Regions from separate parts of the Mus musculus genome. Here regions 1 and 2 are each linked to region 3. Evidence: chromatin contacts called from public promoter capture Hi-C data. All regions are on one chromosome and are shown on one strand. The core of a region is the stretch at or near the end of the contact, and the rest is flanking DNA. Distances in the headings are between cores, read along the strand shown.

Evidence for each region. Promoter capture Hi-C pulls out the DNA fragments that hold promoters and counts their contacts. Capture Hi-C pulls out chosen DNA fragments and counts their contacts.
Region 1: a contact with region 3 is called in a promoter capture Hi-C map of hippocampal neurons, with 2.9 times the contacts expected there. The contact joins the enhancer-like site here to the promoter of Vapa in region 3. A contact is called at or near these places in 2 of 39 promoter capture datasets (hippocampal neurons and pre-B cells) and 5 of 115 datasets of contacts at active chromatin or transcription factors (astrocytes, extraembryonic endoderm stem cells, large pre-B cells and 2 more).
Region 2: a contact with region 3 is called in a promoter capture Hi-C map of liver, with 2.5 times the contacts expected there. The contact joins the promoter of Man2a1 here to the promoter of Vapa in region 3. A contact is called at or near these places in 2 of 39 promoter capture datasets (cranial neural crest and pre-B cells), 3 of 484 Hi-C or Micro-C datasets (all in embryonic stem cells), 12 of 115 datasets of contacts at active chromatin or transcription factors (the SCID.adh cell line, astrocytes, embryonic forebrain and 7 more) and 2 of 9 other capture datasets (embryonic stem cells and liver).

Annotation. Positions count from the first base shown.
Region 1 is chr17:64,578,406-64,582,095 of GRCm38.p6, forward strand. No RefSeq gene overlaps it. Among named protein-coding and RNA genes, the nearest start is that of Man2a1, 21 kb to the right of the region's middle. Within about 2 kb of position 1,511, at least 48 of the 459 cell types and tissues checked have an H3K27ac peak or open chromatin away from gene starts, as enhancers often do. A contact at or near this core is called in hippocampal neurons and pro-B cells, where this site is marked.
Region 2 is chr17:64,600,146-64,603,569 of GRCm38.p6, forward strand. Man2a1 (mannosidase 2, alpha 1) reads left to right here and starts at 1,504. Exons shown (of 22, transcript NM_008549.2): 1 at 1,504-1,725. The coding sequence starts at 1,591.
Region 3 is chr17:65,611,746-65,615,080 of GRCm38.p6, forward strand. Vapa (vesicle-associated membrane protein, associated protein A) reads right to left here and starts at 1,810. Exons shown (of 6, transcript NM_013933.3): 1 at 1,475-1,810. The coding sequence starts at 1,553.

The sequences.
Region 1 (3,690 bases), core at 261-2,760, 1.0 Mb before region 3:
ATAGTGCAAAGGAAAACAAGATAAAACAAACAGTAACCAGTATGCCCTTCCCCCTGGCTAAGATAGGATTGAAACATTTTCTGCCTCTACCAACCATTTCCCTGGGGAGTCAAGCCAAGCCTCCAACACATTAACAATGTTAATGTTCTCCTGTAGGCGGACAGGCAACTCTTGGGCTTGCTTCTAATCTTCCTTCTCTTCTTTAGATAGAATGACTTAACTCCACTAATTTTCAGAGGCGGGGGTGGGAGGAGTGGGGAGAGGAGGTGGGGTGGAGGGAGCTGAGACTGTCTTCGGGAATCTCCACTTGTCACACATATCCTATATGGAAATGGAAAGAGGCAGAGATGCACAGATAAACGCAGAGTTTAACCCCACAGCCCCAGAGCAGAACTATTAAGAGCTTCAACCAGAATGGGAACTTGATATTTTGGGCTATTTAAGAACATTTATTATTTATTTGTTTGTTTTTTATTTATTTATTTAGCTGAAGCCAGGCAAGTTTTACTTTCAGAAATAGCTGCAGTCTCTATATCTAAGTGGGTATGGACAAAAAGGAAGACACCAAAAGCCTGTGGGAGGTTCTAGTTTTTAGCTCAGCTGTTTATATTCGATCATGCACTTGCTTGACTGTGAGACTCTGTGACTCTCACAAATCTTCCTAACTGGCCTGGCAAATCACTAGGAATTTCCTAGGAATGCTGGGGTATTTGTCATCCCCCCCCCCACTCTTGCAGAAATTAAATGGTGGGATATTTTGTGCCTTTTGATGAACATGTTTCTACACTGTTGTAGAAATCAATATTTTTAGCTTGGCTCCTTTTCAGGAACCTCATTTTCTGAGCCCCATTTTTTACCTGTAAATGAACAAGTTAGACAAGTTGACTTTAGGAATCTTTTCCTCTAGGTCACTAATGTTCTGTGTTATGGCTTATTCGAGATAGGGTATAAAAGAGAGATGTCCAGCTGAAATCAAGGACACACGACGTGAGGTCCCAGCCCTGCCATTTCCCAGTACATTAATCCTCTCTCCACCTTAGTTTCTTTTGCCTGTAAGATCCATTTCAGTTCTAAATTGTATAGTTTTATGGCATTGCTTATTGAGTCTGAAAATATCACAAACATAAGATCTTAGGAATTACCTTTAAGACTTTTGTACCACACAGATTGTATGACAAAAATAACCGAATTGGATCATCAACCAATAGCATTTATTGTACAAGCAAATGGTTTATCTGCCCAAATGTATAGAGGTGACAAGATGTATATTTTGCAGACACCATCATTAATGATGGTCTCACTTGTCCTATAGTAATTGAATTTTAAATCACAATTAATATTTAACACTAATTACTGCCACGATCTCTTGTTTTCATGAGGTTCAACACTGTCAAGTTGATAAATTTTGTATTTTTAACACTCTAGTTTGCCTGCTTCCTAGGATGGTGCGGCTGGCCAACAGCCAAGTGAGCACAGATTGGCGCTTCATAGCCTTAGAAAACCACATGCCTGTCAAGTGCTTATGTAACCCACTTCCTGCCGCGGTTTCCACTTTCGGGTTTAACTAATTCTTTTCCTTCCTCTTCCAGGAAATGAGGTGTCATTTAAAAAAAAAAAACAAAACCGAAACGTTTTCCTTGATTATGGTGGGACCAGTGTGTGAGTCTGAGTGTGTGAGCACAGTGGGACAAGATGTTTTGGGCTACAGCCACCATCTATGAGACTCGGGGGAGCTCTGCTTTGAGGTAGGACAGCAGGCCTATCTACTTCCCTTCTGTCTCACTGGCTTTGCTAAGAGAGAGACAAGATAGGATGGCTTTAATGTATCAAACAAGGAGAACAAACAGTGGACTATTGGTAACATTTCTTGAGCCTCTCCTATGTTGCCAGGAGCTGTTTAACTCATCTTTGGCTCATCCGGATACTTGAGCTACCAACAGGCTTGGGAGCTCTGCAGTGCCCTTGGGACTCTGTTTTGCACTCACCCCCATTCCCTCCCTCCCAGTCATTTTTTTTCCTTTCCATTCTTGATGGTGTTTGTCCACTGAAACGCCTCATCTGATGGGAAGAAGACCACCAGAATACTCGTGGTCCCACTCTCCTAACTCAGTTAATCCCAAGGGTGAAAGACTCCCTCTCGTATCTGGGCTCAGATTGGTCTTCTTGTCACATGTTCATGGCTGGCCTGCACCCTATGCTTAGGGGTCAGGCACAGGGGTAGGCCCGTCCCTATGTGGAGTAGGGGTGTGTGTGTGTGTGTGTGTGGTGTTGTGTTTTATAAAAAGATAAGCAGAGAAGGAATATGTTTGGTGGAGGTGCTATAAGGTGTGGGGGAAGGGGGTGCCTCTGCTGGCCCATGCTGAGGCATCCCTTCCAGATTTGAGTTTATTCAGGGTATGGGGAGGGGATCTGAGAGAAGGGGGGGAGGAGAGAGAGAGAGAGAGACTGGCCATGAACACATGGAGAGAGGTGGGGGGAGGAGGATGAGGAGGGGGGAACAGGAGTAAGAGGACAGCAAGAAAGAGAGGAGGGGCAAGCAGCCCCCTTTATAGTGAGTCAGGCACACCTGGATGTTGCCAGGTAACTGTGGGGCAGAGCCTCGACTAAATGCCAACTGGAGGAGTTTTCTTTTTGAAGAGGTCAGGGGGAAAAGTAGTGGTGAAGTTTCCTAGACAAAGATTACCCCAGATGTCACAGTGAGCTACTTAAGGGCAACGTTGGTTTGAGCTGCCAGTTTGAAGGTTTTTGTTGACTGAACAGAACAGTCATCCCAAATGAGATGGCTAAGAGTTGTTAGTTGTTAGTTGTTATGCGGGCACACCTGTTAGCAGGCATTTCTCAGGCTGCCTTGAACTGCCTCTCTCCCTCAGCTGAAGGCTCCTGCCATGCTGGTGCTGAGGCAGCAGCTAGATTTCTCTTGGAGACGAAGCCATCTAGATTTAAAGGCATATGGTCTGACTTGGATGGCATACAGTTTGCAAGATGGCTTCGAAGCCAAGCTTGCTGCTTATTTCATGCCCTGCGTATTTAATCGCTGCTCGATGTGAATGGAGCATTTTATCTTGAGATCTGAGCCACTGACATATTACCTGTGTTCAGTTAGAAAATCTCTTCCAACATATCAAGGTGATCTTCGGGAGGTGCAGGGGTGGGGGGAGTTCATGGAGATGGTTTGCTTGGGGTAGATTGCTGTAGGGCACCCATGTTTTCGGTCAGCTTGATCATATTGCAGAAAACAACAACCACCACAAATGCTCTTACTTGAATAATTTTCTGGAAAAACTTGGGGTCCTGAAGAAAAATTCTTCTGTGGTTAGTGAATATCTTTGGCTTATTTCAGCTTCTGAAAGAAATATATCATGGAGCCTTGCCCAAGTCACTTGTTGTATGAGGGGCAACACATAGCTGGTGTATTGCATCTCTCTGAAGTGCATTTCTTCTTAGCTCTTTTATTTGGCTTTTGTACCATAACTTCATTCAGTTGAATTATCCTTCTATTACCTAATGCCACATTAGGTAATGCTAGCCAGGGGCAGGGGTAGCAATCACTGGGGGACTTTTATTTTCTTACTAAAAAGGGCTTTCATAATTTATTGTCTGGTAGTAACAACACCGGGGCTCTTTAAAGCCTGGCCCTCAAGCAGATGGACAAAACTCATCATCTCAGGCAGATCTAGCAAATTTCTGTCA
Region 2 (3,424 bases), core at 254-2,753, 1.0 Mb before region 3:
TCCTTAAAAGGCCCAGATTCATTTTCACAGAGTAGTGGAAAAGGGCGAATTTGGAGCTTGAGACCATAATTCAATAGTGGGTACAGGCATTTCTTAGATCCCCCTCTTACTAGATTTTGTCGCCAGATGTCTACATCTGCCTACAAGAGGCTTTGTCAGCCTCCCTTTTCCCCTGGTTTCACCAGGATGTCGCCAAAAGCAAGAGGAAAAGATGAGTCCTTTTTAGGCTCCTCAGATTTCTTGTCTACCTCCCCTTCCAGCCCTGCACAGACCCTTCCAAGGCAGGCTGATCTGGGCGTTCCAGGATAGAAGACGCGACAAGAGGATGGAATCTGGGGAATGAACCACTGTCGCTCTGGACCTTAGGCTGCTGGAGCCCTGGAGGCACCTCTCTGCTGGCCTCAATTCCTGCAAAGCCGCCTCCCTTGTCACTGAAGCCTCTTGAGGTCTTCCTACTGTCAGGGCCCAGTGAGGCAGGCGCTGGGCGGGCCTGGCGGGCGGCGCGCTGTGATTGGGCGCCAGGGGGCCCGCCCCCTCATCCCGGCGCGTCGGGAGGGGGCGGGGCCAGCCGGCTGCCCAGCTCCAGGGCTGCGGGCGCCTATTGACCCAACGGCCGCTGCGCCGCCGCCGCTGCCGCCGCCGCCGTCTCCTCCGGCTCGTGGCGGGCGGTACAGGAGCGCCGAGTGGCGCTGGGGAACCGGCTCTTCCTTTCGCGGCTGCCGCCGCCATCTCCGCGTTCTCGGGGCGGGAAGGAGGGGGTGCTCCACGGCTGCAGCTGGAGCGGGCTCCTCTCCGGGGACGGTCCTCTCCTCCTCCCTCGGCTTGCCTCCTCCCGGCGCTGCCCGCCCCCTGCGCCCTCCGCGTGCAGCCCGGGCCCGCGAGGGGGAAGGTAGGGGCGGCGGGGGCCGGGAGAGGCCGGGGATCGGACGCACACGCCGAGGAAAGTCCTGGATTGCAGCGCTCCGGCGCACAGGGTGCACCCGGGTCGGGCCCCCGCAGTAGCCGCGGCAGGAAGGGGTTCTTCGGCGGGCACGCGGGGGCGGTGTGGCGGGGGTGGGCCTGGGTGTCCCGGCGCTAAGTTGTGGGGCACGGCGCCTCCAGGTCCAGTTCCTTCTTCCGCGCGCTCCTTGCTCCCAGCGCCGCACACTCGGCCCCGGAGCCGCGGAACCCGCGCGTTCTCTGGGCGCGGAGGACACGCCTGCCCTTGTCGAGAAAACTTTTCCTGCCGACTCAGTCGTGCCGGCCCGTGGCAGGAAGTCGGGCAGAGACCTCTCCTCTGACTGCTCCGACCGCCCTACCGGGTAGCGCTATCCTGCAGGAAAGCAAGTTTGTGGGGACCTTTGCCTTGCTCTCCAGGAGTCTGCCTTGCAGGGACGGCCGGCCTTGGGGAGGGCAGCGGGCCAGGGCGTAGGCCGAGGGCGCGTGGTGGCTCCGGAGACGAGGTGCGGAGCGCAGCCGGGACCCGCGCCGTAGCGCGCGAAGGGTGTGCGGCCGGGAGCAGGGAGCCCTCGGCGATCGCCGGCTGGAGTCCTCAGTCTTCTGCCTCCTTCGGGTGAGGACCGCGTCCTGGCCCCGAGTCCATCGAGGAAAATGAAGTTAAGTCGCCAGTTCACCGTGTTTGGCAGCGCGATCTTCTGCGTCGTAATCTTCTCACTCTACCTGATGCTGGACAGGGGTCACTTGGACTACCCTCGGGGCCCGCGCCAGGAGGGCTCCTTTCCGCAGGTAAGCACCTGGTGGCGGGCGCAAGCTGGAGGGCTGGTCCCGGGGCTCGCACTTCTCGGCACCGGGGCAGGGTGAGGCCGCACCCGACGACCGGCAGAGCCTCATCCGGCTTGCTGAGGTTTCGGACCGCTGAGTTTGCAAAGTGCTGGGCGTCATGCGGTGGCAGCCTTGGCACCGGGCAAAAGAGGACATATTCCCACATTTGCACCCGGGCCTGTGGAAGTGGGCTCGGCCACCTGCTGGTGGGGAACCGGTGTGAGTGTCGCCCCTAAGCTAGCTCAGGGTTAAAGCTGCCAGAGGCCGCCCAGATCCCTGAACGCACCGAGGCGCGGAAATTGATTAAACACAGCCCACCTAGGCAGATTTCTGTTTCTGACCCCTTTCCCTTTCACTGTCTCTTAAGAGATAAAAAAGTTTATTTCCTGTTGCAGCCCTTTGAGATATGGATAGTAGGGTTGATTTTAGTGTCGTCATGCTTCAGCTGTTACCTCGGGTTGGTTTGGAGCAGAGTGGGGAAGCGCCTGTTATTCTCTCACTGGAAGCTGTGCGGCGCTCAGTTCTCTGCGGGGTGGTCCAGCTGGCAGAGGAGTTGAACAAACGACCCACCCGAAGTCTTTCAGGAAAAGTTACTAGCAAATAACAAGAAATGGATGCAATAGGTTCTGTGTGGGAGGTGACCACGTAGCAATTGAGAGTGGCCTTTACGGCTTTTCTCTGTTGACACACATACATTTTAGTAGAAGCAGATGTGTGGAGAAATCCGAAGAATCCAAGTGTTGACAAGCTAACAACTAGTTGACCAGAGCAATCTACAACCTACCCGAATAAGGCTGATGTTTTGCCTTTTTTTTTCTTTTAATATGACAGTTTAAATGACTGGAAATAGCCCTTGCCATTTCTTCTGATATGCCAGGGTCAATGGCTTGGTGGGAATTTAATGAAATCGGAACGAGGACTTGCGGATTCTGTCATTAGTACACAGCACTAGAAGTATTTTTTTCTTTTAGAAGTGTGGAAATAAAAAGCTGGCCACAGACAGATGTTTCCAAATGTTTACAGCTTCTGCTTCCCCTATAGAGCACAGAGAGAAAATATATAACACATGCTCTCTGCTGCCTTTAAATTTTGAACTTGGGAGTTTGCACCGGCCTTGTGCAAAGGCTGGAGTAAACTGGCAGCCAGGGCCCGGGAGATCTGAGCTTTGTCCCACATGCTCTCTAATTTTGGAGTTAAATGTACCTTTCTCCCCCCAACCCCATTTTCAGAGTTTTCTCTTTGCACGAAATATATAAATGGAACTCCTCTTGCCCAGTGACGTCTTAATAGTGTCCTCTAGCTTTGGCTGGGTGATCGCTTGAACATGATTTATGCGAACATCTGCATGGGGTTCTCTGGCAACCTTGACATTTCCCTCTGTTTCTAAAGCAGCGAGTGACTCATTCTGTTACTGAGACATCTCAGGCAGTTGGTTCTCCCATTTTCGTATGAACCCCCAGCTCACTGAGAAGTTGAGGGTTTGCCTAGAGTGTACAGCATTTGGCAGAGCGGTGGTGGTGACCTTAGGAAGTGGTGCGTTGTCTGTTCCGAGAGAGAGAGAGAGAGAGAGAGAGAGAGAGAGAGAGAGAGAGAGAGAGGTGGGGGGGGCTTGGGAGTGGCATCCTCTGTGCTTTATCTGGACTTCATTGTAGAGAGAAGGTTT
Region 3 (3,335 bases), core at 560-3,059:
CTGCAGGAAAATACACACTACCCGAGGTTCTGAGACACTGTCTAGTGTCTCCCTTGTAGCCCGGGTTGATTTCAAACTTTGGATGGTTTCTGGACTTCCAGAATGCCGGGATTATAAGTGTGGTTCACGACCCAATTCCAAAGATATTAGAGCTGCCTTAAAATCACAATCAAGTTCTTGTCTAGTAAAGAGAAACTTGTGAATGTACTGAAACACCTGCAGGGCATGTGACTAGCAGAATACCCAATGTTTATAAGCCCTAAAACTATTTAAGATATAAAATCTTTAAGTGTCTGGAACTATTTTAAATTGTTCCCACAAGGACAATTCAGCTATTTTCATTTGGACTAACTCTTACACTACTATTAATGGGTTTACTTTTTCTCTTAGTACTGGAATCGATGTGCGCCTAAGGAAAATTGTTTTCATCAGTTCCTGAAATTAAAACGCAAGGTATTAACTTTCGGGGGGGGGGGAGGGGGGCACTTTACATTTAAAGATAGGAAGGATCACGTTTTCTCTTTAGCTCCATTCTTTTGGTTCTCCTTAAAATAAAGTAAATTGTTCTGTGTAACGTTTCGTTTCCTACACACTGAGAAGGCAAACCGCCTTGGATCTGAACAAGAATCACCAAGCCACTGTCTATCACAGTCAATGCTCCAAAGTCAACAGTTCCAGAGCTGTGTGGCACCTTAGCAGCTTTCTCGGGATACGCAGGGAAACCGCAAGCGTAAGCGGGTCACAAACGCTGAAAGAATTCTTCAGTAAAGACAGTGTGCACTCAAGGACTGGGTCCTCCGTACCTAGGGACAATCCGAGCTGACACAAGGGACCCACTACCATTAACCTCTGACCATGCATGCCCCAGCTGACGCACAGCTTTCTGCCGCGCGCCTGGGGGCCGTGCCAACACGCGGGGTCAGTCCCAGCCAGAGACTCTGCTGCCTGGTCTCCCGGCTCAGCCAGAGTCCCGCACCTGACCGGGAAAGACTCCGGGCGAGGCCGCGACCGTGAACGCCTCCTCGCCCGCGGCGGACCGCGCCTGCCCAAAGCCGCCGAACGGCGCCCACTGGCGCCCGCCGACTAGGGAGCTCCGGCTCCCAGTCGCCCTCCCGCACCGCCCGACCGCACCGCGCCGCGCCGCGGCCGCCCCTGGGGCAAGGACGCCATGCGGGCCGGCGGGCAAGGCGCGGGCGGGCTCCCACGGCGCCCCCGCGGGGCCGCAAGATGGCGGCGGAGCCCTCCGCGGCGCCCGGCGGCTCCCTCCCCTCCCCTCCGCAGCGCAGCCCAGCCCGGCCCGGCCCGGCCCGGCAGCGGCGGACGGCGAGGCGCGGGGCCGAGGGACGCAGCGGGGCCGCGGCTCCGACGCTCGGCCGGGGCGTGGGGGAGGGGAGCACGGCCCGGCCACCCCGCCGCCGCCCGCCAGCCCCAGCCCCAGCCTCAGCTCCGCTCCGGAGCGTCCCAGCCAGCCTACCTTTGAATTTGAGGTCTGAAGGAGGGTCGAGGACCAGGATCTGCTCGTGCTTCGCCATGGCCCCGGAGGCGGACGCCATAGGAGACAGCGCAGCGCAGAGCGGGGGCGCGCCCGCGGCGGCGGTTCGCTGGCGGGGGCGAGGGGACGGTGGCGGCGCCGGCTCCGCGGAGCTCTAGGACGGGGCCAGGCTCACGATTCCCGAAGCTCCGCGCCTGCTGCCGGGCCGCGGGGGTCCCGAGGGCAGCCTGTCCGCTCAGCAGCTCCGGGTGTCACAACTGACTCAACCCCACACCAGCCGCCGCGGCCACGCGCACTGCGATCCTCGGCGCCCCACGTGACGGGCCCTACGTGCCTACGTGCGCGCCCCCGCGGCCTGGAGCCCTCGTGCTGGCCCCGCCCTCCGGGCCTAACTGGGGGGTGGGAGGGGTCAACGCTGAGCTAGTGCGCCTGCGCACCTCCGACTTGGCCGCAGCTCCGGGCGCCGCGCCGCTGTCAATCTCCGTAGAGCAGGGTCGGGGGGGCGGAGCGGGGCTCTTTGCGGGGAGACGCGGTGCACGGCGCCCCGGGAAGGGGGTGTCGTTCTTGGGGCCCTGGAGCTGCGAGTGCGGGGCTGGAGCGCCGACTACGACGCTACCTCACGGCGTTCCAAGTGGAATTCCGAACGGAAGAGAGTCATGAAGCGCCGGGTACCTCGACTCCCAGCATGCCCTGTGCGGGCGGCGCCTCCGCGGTGGCTGCTGGGAACCGGGAAGGCGACCTGGGTCCGTTGGAGGCGAGTGGGTGGGGCCGCTGACGCGGCTTTTGGCTCGCCGAGGGCGTCTTGTCTGCCCTGGAAAAGAGAAGGGTTTTTGCAGGCTGCCTGGAAGCCAGGCATCCCAGGAGAGACCGCCCTTTGGGAGAGCGGCAGGGCGTGTCCCTCTGGTCTGCTGGGGATTCCTTCCGCCCTCAGCGAACGTGCGCTCCGTTCTGCCTGCTGTTCCAAGACTGCCTCCTCCCCATCTCCCTCCTGCCCAGCCAAAGGAAACACATCTCGCTCACAAGCGAACGAGTTCCAGGGGAAATCTGTGCCAGGCACAGTTTCTCTACAAGGGTAGAAACGAAATCTCTGTTCCTACAGCGTGGAGTTCACGTGCTGTATCTACAGTGTGGTTCACTTCAAACTCATACCCAAATCTGTTTGCCACATTCTCGTGCTAGGGACGAATTTTATCTGTATCACTTAGGAGAGCCTGTACCAAATGAGAAAAAAAAAAAAAAATGCCAAGCAAGTTGCTGACAGATATTCAGCCCCTTGCCAGGGTATCCAGGGACGGGAAGAGCAAACAAAACAAATGGATGTGCTGTAAAAACCTTTATTGTGTCCTATGGTGCTGCTTGAATTTAAATCTCTAGGAAGCTCCGTGCGAAACAAAGCACATATTCATGCTTCTGCCACGAAAAGGCACTCTAGATTGCTTGGAAGTAAATGTCGAAATGAGCAGTCTAGAATACAGCTAATTAGACTTTTTCAACTTGCCGCCCCGACACCTGAAAAACTTTCATGCCACTCGAGGTATATAGGATATAATAGTGGTATAAAGCAAACATTGGTCGTTTAAAAAAAAAAGTTTGTTTTCTTTCTTTGAATGCTTACTTTGTATCCTAACCTAAAAAATGAATTTTGAAAAGAAGCAGACCAAAAATCCATTTAAGACAAAAGCAAGCTTGTATGCAAACGAGATGGATTTCCTTGTTCATCTCTACGTAAAAATTATTTATTCTTGGCTGAATATTTGATATTGCTAAACACAACATTGTCAACTTTTTTTGTAATTGATTGCTATTTTGATTTTATAATTACCAATGCTGAGAATCATTTTAT